2 separate regions of the Mus musculus genome follow, and region 1 is linked to region 2. Evidence: chromatin contacts called from public HiCAR-type data. All regions are on one chromosome and are shown on one strand. The core of a region is the stretch at or near the end of the contact, and the rest is flanking DNA. Distances in the headings are between cores, read along the strand shown.

Region 1 (6,169 bases), core at 2,124-4,623, 800 kb after region 2:
TCAGAAGATAGTGTTGCTTATCTGGCTGAGATATGAGGAGAGTGTTTATTATACTAAATCTGAGACGTCTTTCCTGTGGAGTGCAAGACTGCAGAGTCAGCTTCAGGGCTCTTCACACAGAGGGAGAGACGCCACTGCAGCATCCTCACAAAATGTTTCAGTTACTTGCTGAGTGTCCCGGAAGAAGACAAACGAAGGAAACCAAGCTGCAGCTAACATGGCAACTCTGTGCCCATTATCATGGGGTATAAAACCTAATGACTAAAGGTTTAAAGACTGTGGCAGCTCCTCTCTGGCAGGTATCTTGTTCTTGAGAAAGGATTCACCAGTAATATGATTCTAAAATGCTTATTGCAGCAAGACAAACTTCATTAAGAATTAGAATGTAGGGCTGGCGAGATGGTTCAGAGGGTAAAAGCACAGACTGCTCTTCCAGAGGTCCTGAGTTCAAATCCCAGCAACCACATGGTGGCTCACAACCACCCGTAATGAGATCTGATACCCTATTTTTGTGTGTCAGAAGACAGCTACAGTGTACTTATTTATAATAATAAATAAATCTTTGAACTGGAACGAGCAAGGTCCTACAAAATTCAATCCCAACAACCACATGAAGGCTTACAACCATCCGTAGAGCTACAGTGTGCTCATATACATAAAATAAATAAATCTTTAAAAAAAGAATTAGAATGTAGAACTCCAAATGCAACATGATAAATTTATGATGTATATAAACATTGATGAGCATATACATATTAAAAACGTGCAATATTACGTGTGTTTGTGTGTAATATTACGTTGTGTATATGTAGTATAACCTATGTGTATATGGAAGGAAATTAACCTAGAAGTTAATAAATATTTCCTCTGAGTAATAGATTTATATAACATACTCTAAATAGCTAGATCCCACATATTTTTCATGGTAATTGTGTGTATTCCTAACATCAGAAGAGTTTCATTTGTCCTAGTGTAGAGATTGTCACTGAGATAGTAGTGTCACAGAGATAAATTAAAATGCTTATGTCATTTAAAAACTGAAAGACAAGCTTGGAGACGTGTGTGACGCAGTTGAATCTATTGTCAGGATGACTGACGGTTTGTTTTCCTTCTCTGCAGATCAGTATCAAGGTCATAGTCCAGGACAAGTTCACGGGCATCCAGAAGCTCCTCTGCGTGGCTTTCTCTACGTTTGTAGCTAAACCAGTTGGCAAAGAAAAGGTACATTTTCCGTGTGAACAGATAACTTTCTTGTGAGCCAGGGACAGAGGAACAACTGCTTTAGCGTTACTTTTTTCTTATTGCAAGACTCACTTGCTCAAGATGTTTTACTTATTGATATTTATTGGTATTATTCTGTGTTGACATAATAGAACTGAACAAGAACATCTTGTGAGAGCAATACCTTAAAGAAAAATAAAAGGACCAAATTTAGGAAAGAGGAAAAAAGTGTTTTAAATCATTCAGAAGTCATGTCGACTTCTCAAAAATATCGCTTACCAGTTTAGTTCTTTTTTGGGTTATGGAGTTTAAAATTAAGTTGAACTATTCTTTTTTTTTAAAGCAGGAAAATATCCAGCAAGGAGTTGAAAGTCATGGTCCAGTCACTTTTTGTAGATCTTCAGCAAAGTGTCAAAGATGCTGAGTCAGTGAGCTTAAAAATAAACTTTAGGACAACGGGGCTGAAAACACTCTTCAAAGAAATACTGTATTTTCTTACACTGACCAGCTTCCAGCCAGCCAGAGTCCAGATCTACCTCAATTTAGGATGCCACCATTTCTTTTTATTGCTTCTATTTAGGGGGAATCAACACATTTGAAAAATGTAATAATTCAAATTATTATGAGTGTATTTCACTCAAGAATCGTCAAAGAGTAGGTGAAGTGATTTCTCCTAATCTTTTCCCAATGGCCAGGTCTACTGCTCAGATCTCCCTCGTGTCCCCTATGCCAACGCAGCTGGGACAAAGCCAGGCTTCCACTGCAGCCAGAGAAGCTGGTCACTAACCATGCTCTGCAGCTGCTCCAAACCTGGGCTGATGGCACAGCAGGGCTAGAGCACCGCCATCCCTGGCTGGCAGGTGACCCCACAGAAGTCACCTGGGGTCCTCTACTGTACACCTCATATTAAATGTGCTGCCGGCAAGTTCCCATTGCCCAAGGATGCTGCTGTCCAAACTGAAAAGCACATCTCTTACTTAAATTATCTAGGAGCTAAAGGGTTCTGCAACCCTATAGGTGGAACAACAATATGAACTAACCAGTACCCCTTGAGCTCGTGTCTCTAGCTGCATATGTATCAGAAGATGGCCTAGTCGGCCATCATTGGGAAGAGAGGCCCCTTGGTCTTGCAAACTTTATATGCCTCAGTACAGGGGAACGCCAGGGCCAAGAAGTGGGAGTGAGTGGGTAGGGGAGGGTATGGGGGACTTTTGGGGTAGCATTTGAAATGTAAATGAAGAAAATACCTAATAAAAATTATCTAAAAAGTACACCTTTCTGGGCCATAAATTGGACTTATTAAGTTTATGAAAATCTAAGCAGTAAAAGAGGTCTTGCTTTAGTTTCTTCTTGAAAATCTCAAAATCTTTAGACTTTTCAGAATAAGGGTGTTATGGGACTGGGTACAGGGTTCCCATACTCAACAGCAAATAGATGGATACGTCACTCACTGCTTTACCTGGAAGAAGAGGCCATCTTTCCCCCCTTCAGCCTCAAATCTCTCATTTTAGATTTAGGAACAATCGGAAGAGGCTCAAGCTAGGACATCTCAGTCCCTTTTCTACAGAGACAATGGTGCTACTGTAACTGGCTACTTCAGTCAACATAAACTCTAAAGCACCTTTCTCAGATCAACTCATTTTCCAGTTGGTACTTTCTCATTCGGTAGTGTAGCGTGTAGAGAGATGTGAAAGGCTGTGGTTTGGTCTGTACTACAAGAAATAGCAGGATCTCTGTTCAAAATGAATTCATCCCAGGATAAAACTGGCAATGATTAACAAGATTTGGTTCAGCAGTTAAGTAGGCCAAGTAATAAGAAGGACTCATAATACTGAATGGAAGGAAACGAGACAGTGGAAAAAGGATAGCCCAGCCACCTTCAAAGGGTTTCATCTGCCAGGCAGCACTTGCTCTCAAGTTCCTTTTCAGGCACACACAATGTACTTTGCGGACAAGGACACATCATGATGGATGCAAGGGTCTTCATTTCAGGGGAGCCTAGGTATAATTTCCCAGGCCGCCTAATATATTCTGCTGACCATGCAACCAAACTGTGACAATGCAGAGCTACTGTCATTGTACACATTCCTGACAACTGAGATAGGCAACTCAGGCAGAGTCATGGTCAACCTTCACATGCCAACAACTGAGATAGGCAACGCTGGGAACCTTGAACTTTAAACAGCACATTAAGAGTCACTAGATTTTTCACCCTTATCTGGGTGAAGGGTGAAGTTCAGACTGAAGGTATCTTGGAGCTGCCAAGATCTTTCCACATAGAGTCAGCATGTGGGCATCTCTGGTGGAGCTGGATCCTGGACTCTGTTGCATCCAGGGTTTCTGTAGGGCAGCTGAAGTGTTAAGATAACATATTGATTCTTTGTTTCCCTATTAGAGACTGTTTTGATGATATATCCATATTGGGACTATCTCTTGGTACAAGATAGTTTTCTCTAGAATGCCTTTATTACCTCCCCCTGATGTCTTAATTTTGCAAAAGACAGGAAAAATTATAATAAAAATTCAGTGGCGTTATAATCTCACACCTCATTTATTGATCTCATATTTTATAGAATTTTGTACTCTGTAATTCCACTGAAAAAATTATAAAATGAGAAAAATAAACAAGTGCAGCTTTCAAATGAGAAAGAACAAAGCCCATGTTGGCCTTCTAATTGAAACATTTGAAGAAAGATTTTCGCCAGAATGTTTCATGAAATCACCAATAAACAGTCCATTTACTTGAGTAAAAAAAAACCATATGGTGTGGCATCTGCTTTTGCAAAATTCACATTGGGCACCCATAATTTAAGGAGGCAGTGAATGACGAAACTGAAGATAAACTTTCTTCCTCTAGGTTCACTTAAAACCTGTCCTGCTTCAAACAGAGCAAGAACAAGTGGAGCACAATCTGGCTTCAGAGAGAAGGAAAGTCCGACTGCAGCATGAGAACACCTTCAACAACATTATGAAGGAGAGCAGCAGGTTCAGCGGTGAGTAGGTCTACACACTGGACCTTTCTATGGCCGTGGTGCCGGAAGGGGGCTTTTCTAGAGCACATGTGTAAGACAGGAGATGAAGCGAGCCATTCCTGAGAACTAGAGAGGTTCACAGAAATTCCACGTCTACTGACTCTGAAGGAGGGCACAGAAGACAGAAAGAGAAGGCAAAGGATGGCACTAAGCCAGGAAAGAGTGGGGAGAAGGAAGAGGACACAGAGAAGGTAGATTGTCAGAAGTCTGGACACCTCATGCTGACCTGGAGGTATCACCAAGGTCATGGGACAACTACGCAGGAACCCACTGGGTAGGTGAGAAGATGGATCCAGTTCAGTCTTCATGGCCCTCAGGGTAAATGGGCATGGCTTTCCAGGACAGTAAACTTCATTGTGATTCCAGGCTGACTGGGTTGGTTGATATGGTCATTGCTGAAGTAGAAGTTGGCTTTAAGGAAATAAGAGTGTTCATGTTGATGTTGCTTTTCACGATTCCTGAATGGTGGTATGACTTGCTGACTTCATAAACAGTGATAGCAACTATCAGTTGTGCTTTTGTAAGCAGAAACTTTATCATTAAATTACAGCGCTAAGAAGAGTCTCTTTCTTTACAAAGATGTTTTCAGTTCCAAGATGTGTTTCAAATACATTTTTCCTAAGGACTGAAATATCTGAACTGTGAGAACATCTCTATGTAAGTACACTGTAGCTGTCTTCAGACACTCCAGAAGAGGGAGTCAGATCTTGTTGTGGATGGCTGTGAGCCACCATGTGGTTGCTGGGATTTGAACTCTGGACCTTCGGAAGAGCAGTCGGGTGCTCTTACCCACTGAGCCATCTCACCAGCCCGAGAACATCTCTAAAGCAGACCAGACAACCATTAATAAAAAACAAAGCCAAAAAGGCCATCAAGCCAAGAGCACCTTGTCTTATTACCACAGCAACTCCAGGAAGGCAAATGAGATGACAAAGTTCCTCTCTTCTGCCTCAGAAGATGCTGGTACTTTCCATGGCTCTCAATGAGTCTGTGCAGTCACCCCACCTTTACTGGCCTTCCTTGTCACATAGTCATTGCTTTTTTTAAAATGCCTCTGTTAGCTGGGCAGTGGTGGCGCATGTCTTTAATCTCAACACTTGGAAGGCAGAGAGAGGTGGTGGATTTCTGAGTTCGAGGCCAGCCTGGTCTACAAAGTGAGTTCCAGGACAGTCAGGGCTATACAGAGAAACCCTGTCTCGGGGAAAAAAAAAAAAAAAAAAAAGCCTCTGTTACTGGGCAGTTAAACCACATGAGTTTTTAAGGGAAATGTATGAATAAAGTTATGGAAGAGTCACAAGATTCTCTGGTAATTTTAGAGGAAAGTTCTAAAGTCTGTGTGTATCCAAAATCTTGGAAGAATTTGCTTTACCCTCTCCAGTCATCACATCAGTGTCTCAAGGGTAATGTGTCTCAAGGGTAATTTTCCAGCCTTTTGACTTATGAGAACTCTAGAGCAAGAGTTCTCGTGAGGGAAAAGGCAGCCCTGGGCTGAGCCGGGGATTGGCCAGGCGATCCAGTGCTTGCTGGAGGAGCTGAGAGTGACTGCAACTGTGGATGAGCTCATGGGCTGTCCTGTGGATGTCTGGCCTCTTCACACCCAGCATCAAGAAATAAAGAACACTCAACTGTTTATTTCCATCTAGGACAGATGTATCACTGCCTACATGCTTGCCCATAAGAAAGCAAAAACAATGCAAGAACTTTGCACTTAAAAAATTCATACCCTAGTTGCAGACACATGAGTCATTTTAAAATAATGTAGACAGTGACTGAAGGAGCACAGAGTCCAGATTCTGTGACCCAGTTGGGGACCGAGGGAGTAGCTACAAGAAGGAAGTGGAGTTAGGTAGAAGTCTCATGGCCATTTAGTGCTTGCTTCAGTTTAGAACTAGAGACTGTTTTTCGAGTGTTTCTTA
Region 2 (6,488 bases), core at 81-2,580:
GCATTTATGTCTGTGTGGGGGTGTCAGATTCTCATGAACTGGAGTTACAGGCAGTTATGAGCTGACATGTGGGTGCTGGGAATTGAACCCAGGTCCTCTGGAGGAGCAGCCAGTGCTCGTAAGCACTGAGGCATCTCTCACAGCCATAATAATAAGAGACAGGAAGTCAGCACTGAACTGGTTTGGAGAAACGTCCCTGACTAAAGGATGCTCTTTGGTTAGTTTCTCCTTGTATTTACTTACAAATTTACTGTCTTGGAAAGCCAGGGTTTGTTTTATTTGGTTGTTTGTTTATTCTTGTCACTTGAACATGTTTAATCATTCTCGTTCAAATGGCACCCATAAGCTCCCAGAGATAGCTAGGTCTTTCTATGAAGGCCTCACTCTGCATGTAGAGACTGATTTATAATTACCCCGTTAGCCTATCTTCTTGTTCATCTGGAGGCACTAACTTATGAGGAGGGAGGAAGGATTTACCCCTCCCCTTTCAAAAGCAAGAACATGAGCTGGGGGGCAGAGGATGCTGGGCCTTTCCGGAGCTGTTCTATGGAACTGAAAACCCTGCAGATACACCTGGAATTAGACATAAAGCAAGAGTGATGCCGTTCCAACTGTCCACAAAGGGCAGCTCCAGCATGAGGGCTTCCAACATGTGAGCCTGTGCTGAAACTCCTTCCCATGGTGACTAAGTATAAAAAGAGGTTAATGGGTGTGCAAATGTATATTTAAAAAGAAAGCCATTCTCAGAATACGTGAAAGCTGAAAACATCGTCATTTTAAATTGAGTGTGGCCGGCTGCTCAGCTACAGCAAGAATGTGTTGAAGGGGACAGGTCCTTTGAATTTATGCTCATATCAGAACAAAACTCAGTCAGGTACATAATTTCACAAGAAAAATACTGCCTAGAATTGGTTTGCATTAGTGGTTTTATGTAGCCCAGGTTGTCCTCAAACTCTTTTTAGTTGGAGTTGACTTTGAATTTCTGATATTCAGCCTTCTTCTTCCAAGCACTGGAACTAAGGCATGCACCAACAATTTGCTTCGTAACTCATGATTTTTCTTTATCTGAAGTAATCAAATAATCTGAAAGTGAGCGCATAAAAACAAACATGGGAAGTGTTACCAAAGCAACGGTGCGCCTCCTAAAGAGGCTTCTGTAAAGGCATTAGCACCAGATAGGCTGTGTAGTTCTAAAAGTCTGCTTTAAAAGCCGTGTTTTAAAGCTGAAGAAAACATTTTCAGGAATGAGAAAAGAGCAGGTGGGGTGAGCTTGGGGAGCAGAAACAGGCTGTGTGCCTGGGATATTTCCAGAGAGAAGACACAGAACAAAGTGCAAAGGAAGGCAGAGTCCACGGACTTCAGGCCCTGGGGACGGAAGCTGCCCTCCTCTGCTTAAGTACAATGGAAGGAATTGTGGATAGCAACTCCTGGTAAAAATCTTCAAGATCAGTTTTTCCAAAGCCATGATGTTCTCTTTGGATACATATAATCAGTGTAAATGTCTAATGAGAGAACCACTTAGAGCTCAGGCTCCTGGCAATTATGTGGCTCCTCCTGCTTCTCACCCCATTCTGATAATAAGATGCTCCCCCGCCCCCACCCCCCTTCCTTGGAGCACGTTCCTGGGGATTTTGTTGAGCTAAAATTAGTTTTTCTCTTTAGAAGCTCTCTCAAAGACACTCCAAGAAGAAAATTCCCTGGGATGTGATAAATTCATTGCAGCGACTATGCAACCCCTTCTAATAATGAAAGCTGTTAGGTAAATATCTGAGCTCAGGGAGGTTAGTATGTTCCCAGTTTCCTGACTACTAACAATCAGAAACAAGGTAGCAGAAGCAATGCCACCCACAGCTGAAGCGTGACAGGGTCAGAGTCCAGGCTACAGAAATAGGATCACGGGGAGTTTTAAGTTTAGGGCTTTTGAGACAACTGTGAGTATTTTGGAAGCAAGTAAGTAAAGGATTGCACTGACGCGTAAGTCAAAGGTCACAGTTTCTTCTCCTTCCCCTCTTCCTTCCTCTCTACTCCTGAGACAGGGTCCCCACTATGCAGCCTAGGCTAGCCTCAAACTTGAAGAAGACCTCTTACTCTGGAGAGGGACCACAGGCCTCCATCATGAGGCAGGTAGATTGCAAGCTCAAGGCTGGCCTATGCTACAAAGTAAAACCCTGTGTCAAATAAAAATATTAAAATAGTAATGGTAATAACAAGAATGCTGTAAAGATACAAGTAGAACCTCAGCTCACTTCACAATCACTTTATTTCATCAGAGTAATCTCTGTTGAATTTTAAGAACTGATTTTCATTAATTTTGGTTTCATTGGCGTCTCTACACAAGAAAGCCTAGAAACGCAGAAGAGTTTAGGGTCCTGAAAGAAGACTGGTACAGGAAAGACATGGGCTCTGTGTATTCAATCATGAGATGGAGCCTGATGTAGAGGCTAAGCCGACCATTCTTTTCTCCTTCCAAACTGAACAGTCAAGTTCCATGCAGCCTCAGACCCAGGAGTCTTTACCGATCTACTTACTGGTCCGTAATAGTTATGTACACAGCCAATGAATATGTTTCTGACCAAAACATCCTACTTCTTAATATTATTTCACATATATTATTCTTTATTGTGAATGGTCATTGCAACTTCCCCTACATAATATGCCATCTTGTTACTAAATCACAGTGTATACCACAATGAAACATTTGGATGATTTTCCAGTTTTATATTATTATATGTTGTGCATATATATATTCCTTATGGCTTATCTCCTTAGAATAACATTTATGACTGTGTTAAGACAGTAGGAATATGTGTATTGCCTATCCCTTTATAAGAAGATTCAGTTAACTTTTGTTGCCCTGGTACAAATTGCATTCCAATCCCTGCTTATTTTAAAGTAACACTGTCTTAATATTGCAACTTTGAAATATTTCATATCAACAGTGCATAGAATCTTTCATAAAGCCCTAGGCAACCAGCTTTGGCTTTACGCCACTTTTGACCTGGCCACGGGATGCAAACCGAGAAATAATTGACTTGTTGCAAAATAACAGAGGGAGGAGGGTTGTGCTTGGGGTGGGTCTGACTGTCTAAAATGCTTGTAAATTTATAAAGTACAGTGCTCTTCCTGACTGGACAGGGCAAGAGTCAGACTTTTCAAAAGCAGTATGTTTCAAGGCTCTATGTTCTAAGAATGGGCTTGCATTTTCTGGCACGAGTCTTCTACAAGCTGCTGTTTGAATCTCAAAGGGCCATGGAAATAGGACATAGAAAATCAAATTAACTAAAGCTCATATTTGCCTGAGTTCCTGCATTGATTGGTATTAATATGGCAAGAGTGTTAACATACCCCTCAGGAAAAAAAATCTATTTACCCTGCAAAGGGTCTGAAGAGAAATATTAAAGAAGTGGCTGGTGGGATGGTTCAGAGGCTAAAGGAGCTTGCCACTAGGTGTGACCAGCTGAGTTCGATCCCTGGAACTACACAGTAGAAGGTGAGAACTGACCAGGTGCCCTCTGACTGCACAACCCCCACACAAACAATAATAAAAACAAAAATATAACAAAAAATTGAAACAGGAATATTAAGTCTAAATATCAACCTACGGAACTGTATATTCGATATGCTGACATAAAATTTACCTACAAACAAGGTAGCATCCGAACTTTCATCATGAAGCATAGTGTGTGTGTGTGTGTGTGTGTGTGTGTGTGTATATGTGCGTGTGTGTGTGTGTGTGTACCTAGATAGTATATACATGTCATTTTCAGTGTACTGTAAAACTGATGATCATAAATGAAACTATCGCATAACTCTCTGACATGTGTTCAACTGAAAATAAATACCCACCATTATTCACTGAAAAACATAGAAATACTTGGAAATTTTATTTTTTCTTTCTGTCATATTTCCATCCTGCTTTTTATCATAATGTATATTTTATGCTTAAAATCATTTTATTGATCTTTATGTAAAGCTAAAAACAGATATATATGGAGAACAGGGTTTTATATTTCTCTGTGATAATTTCAGAAAATACTACATTGGGTATCTGATTTAGTTCTCAATAAAATTTTCACTAGTACTTAGATGACTGAAATAACAAATATATTTAAATTTTAATAAATAAAATTTTAATAAAATTTAATAAAAATTACAAAGCAAAAGTAATTTTTGAAGTTACAAGTAACCGCATCATATAGCATATATAAGTATTCCGGCATACTTATATGGACTTTCATCAGTACGTAAATATTTTCTATGTAGCACAGTTTTTCATGTGTGTATAAATCACTAGACTCATTTCACTATCCTACTATTATTATCCCCATCTTATAGATGTAGAGTAAGGAGAAGAAAGTTGAGATGACTCCTCGGAGACTCTCTGTCTCCATATCGGAGGCACATACCTATCTCCTCTGCTCTCTAATACTTAGATCTGGGACATGGGTGCCATAAATGAAGCTGCCACGTTACTCTGTTCAGTGCCCTGGTATGAGCAAAGGCTAAAGGGCAGGGGGCGGGGATTGGAAGGGAAAATCTCTACTTCAAGTGTCTCCACAGTCAGTCAGATTGTTTGAGCGGGTATCTACGAAAGTAGGAGATACAGAAATTCTTTCCCTTAAAGCATTATTCTCATACATCTATTGAGAAGACGGTGAGAACATCAAGGGAACACCCCATTTTAAGGGCCGATGTCTCCTCTATCTATGATACAATAAAAATCAGAGAAAGTTTTGTAAGTCATTTTTAATGCTTTTGATTCTAATTTTAATTAAAATTTAAATAATTTTAACTCCCAAATTTCATCTTAAAATGGCAGTCAGTGTTTCCCTGGAATGACACGAATGCTAAACTGTAACAGCATGGCCGTAATCGTAACTATAATCTACATGGTTGGCTTATAATGATGATATGCAATGCATGAGAAGACAGCAGGTCAATAATGGAGCCGTGCACACAACGCTCCTTTCAAAATCTGTATTTGCATTTCTATTACTGAGATCATTTCCTAATAATGAAGTTGCCATGAGAGAAGTCCCCATTACGAAGGAAGCAGTGTTACAGAAACAGCATTATTAAAGCATCGCTGTGTACAGGAACTTTTATTAGGGTGATACAAGTTATATATCATTGTAATAAAGTTCCTATTATAACTTTAATTGCATAAAGCTGTGTTTGAGTATAGCAATGTGAGAGCTGCAGGACTTTTAATAAACTATCAAAATAATGCTTTGGTAATAGGATTGTTTAGCATAGTAATACTTCAGGGAAGACCAAGCTCACTAATGGATGATGCTTATTTCACTGATTATACATGCTCTATCAAGAATTAAAATGAAAAAAAAATGGGAAAGAGATGAGACATGATCTCTGATGCAATATGCTAATATATGCATGGAAACACACACATTAGTTCTCTTTAATATAACAAATCAATATCTCCAATTCATCTGTTCATGGAAGATTGTAATCTGGAAATATGGCCATCAATGACTATAATAATTAAAAGATTTAATGCTCAGGTTGAAGGCTTGCTGGCAATCTAAATGCTAACAAAAACAATGAGAAAACCTACAAACATGCTGACATATGCTGAAAAGTGCCTGCTAGAAAAATTAGAGACATATGAGCTTTAAGAACTTAAACACACACATGCACACATACCATGAATTGACTTTAAATGATTAATTTCTTCCCTTCAACCAAGAAACAGGGCTATACATTCATTATGTGCACACTCAAAGATGCTTGTACACATTGTCTGCTTCAGAGTTATAGCTACAAGTTAAAACTTCACTTAGGTTCACAACAGGGAACTTTAGTATATTTGTTATTTATGTATTTACACTTTTTTTTTTTTCAAAATTCTCTAATAGAGTCAGTCTTGGGCTGTTCCTCCTGGAAACATGTAGAACATCCGCCAGCAGAGACCGCCAGAGAGCCATCCACCACACTGTAGGCATGGATGCTAGGCTTGCTGCTGAGGAGAAACAGGCAGAGAAGGAGCCCGGCTGTGACAGGCTGACATAAGCTAAGGAGATGGAGACCACAGCCAGTGCTACAACCACCACATCTTCCCCCTCAATAGAGAAGCCAACGTCATTGGTTCTAGACTCCTGTGGCCTGTCTAGGAAGCAACAGCTGGCTAATCTGGAATCTGCTTGAAAAGCTAAGTGCTTTTCTTTATAAGAAAGCATCTCCTTGCCACAATGCCGTCTTCATACTGCCTTCCAGCTGTGAAGGTTCACAAACATGTGGGTACGGTCAACTTAAAACCCAGGATGTTCGTCTTCCCTAGTGACTCACGTGATTCAAAGGCAAACATGAGCAAAAAGCTCCTCTAATGCTATAGCTCTCATGTCTTTGCATTAACTGAGGGGCACTGTAATAGTTAGCTGGTATGGTAGTTTTTAAGATTACAACATTCTCCTTCAAATATGATCTAGCCAAACTACTTTGCACTGGCAATGAGGAAATCTATTTCTTAA

Evidence for each region. HiCAR-type assays count read pairs that join an accessible place to other places.
Region 1: a HiCAR-type map of kidney shows a contact between it and region 2, with 3 times the contacts expected there. The contact joins two enhancer-like sites. A contact is called at or near these places in 1 of 484 Hi-C or Micro-C datasets (bone marrow-derived macrophages) and 1 of 115 datasets of contacts at active chromatin or transcription factors (kidney).

What each region holds. Positions count from the first base shown.
Region 1 is chr13:91,758,843-91,765,011 of GRCm38.p6, forward strand. It overlaps Acot12 (acyl-CoA thioesterase 12), which reads left to right. Exons shown (of 15, transcript NM_028790.3): 4 at 1,120-1,221; 5 at 4,079-4,214. Among named protein-coding and RNA genes, the nearest start is that of 4833422C13Rik, 20 kb to the left of the region's middle. Within about 2 kb of position 3,374, at least 5 of the 459 cell types and tissues checked have an H3K27ac peak or open chromatin away from gene starts, as enhancers often do. A contact at or near this core is called in kidney, where this site is marked.
Region 2 is chr13:90,961,696-90,968,183 of GRCm38.p6, forward strand. All of the region lies in intron 5 of Atg10 (autophagy related 10), which reads right to left. Among named protein-coding and RNA genes, the nearest start is that of Gm46434, 33 kb to the left of the region's middle. Within about 2 kb of position 1,331, at least 12 of the 459 cell types and tissues checked have an H3K27ac peak or open chromatin away from gene starts, as enhancers often do. A contact at or near this core is called in kidney, where this site is marked.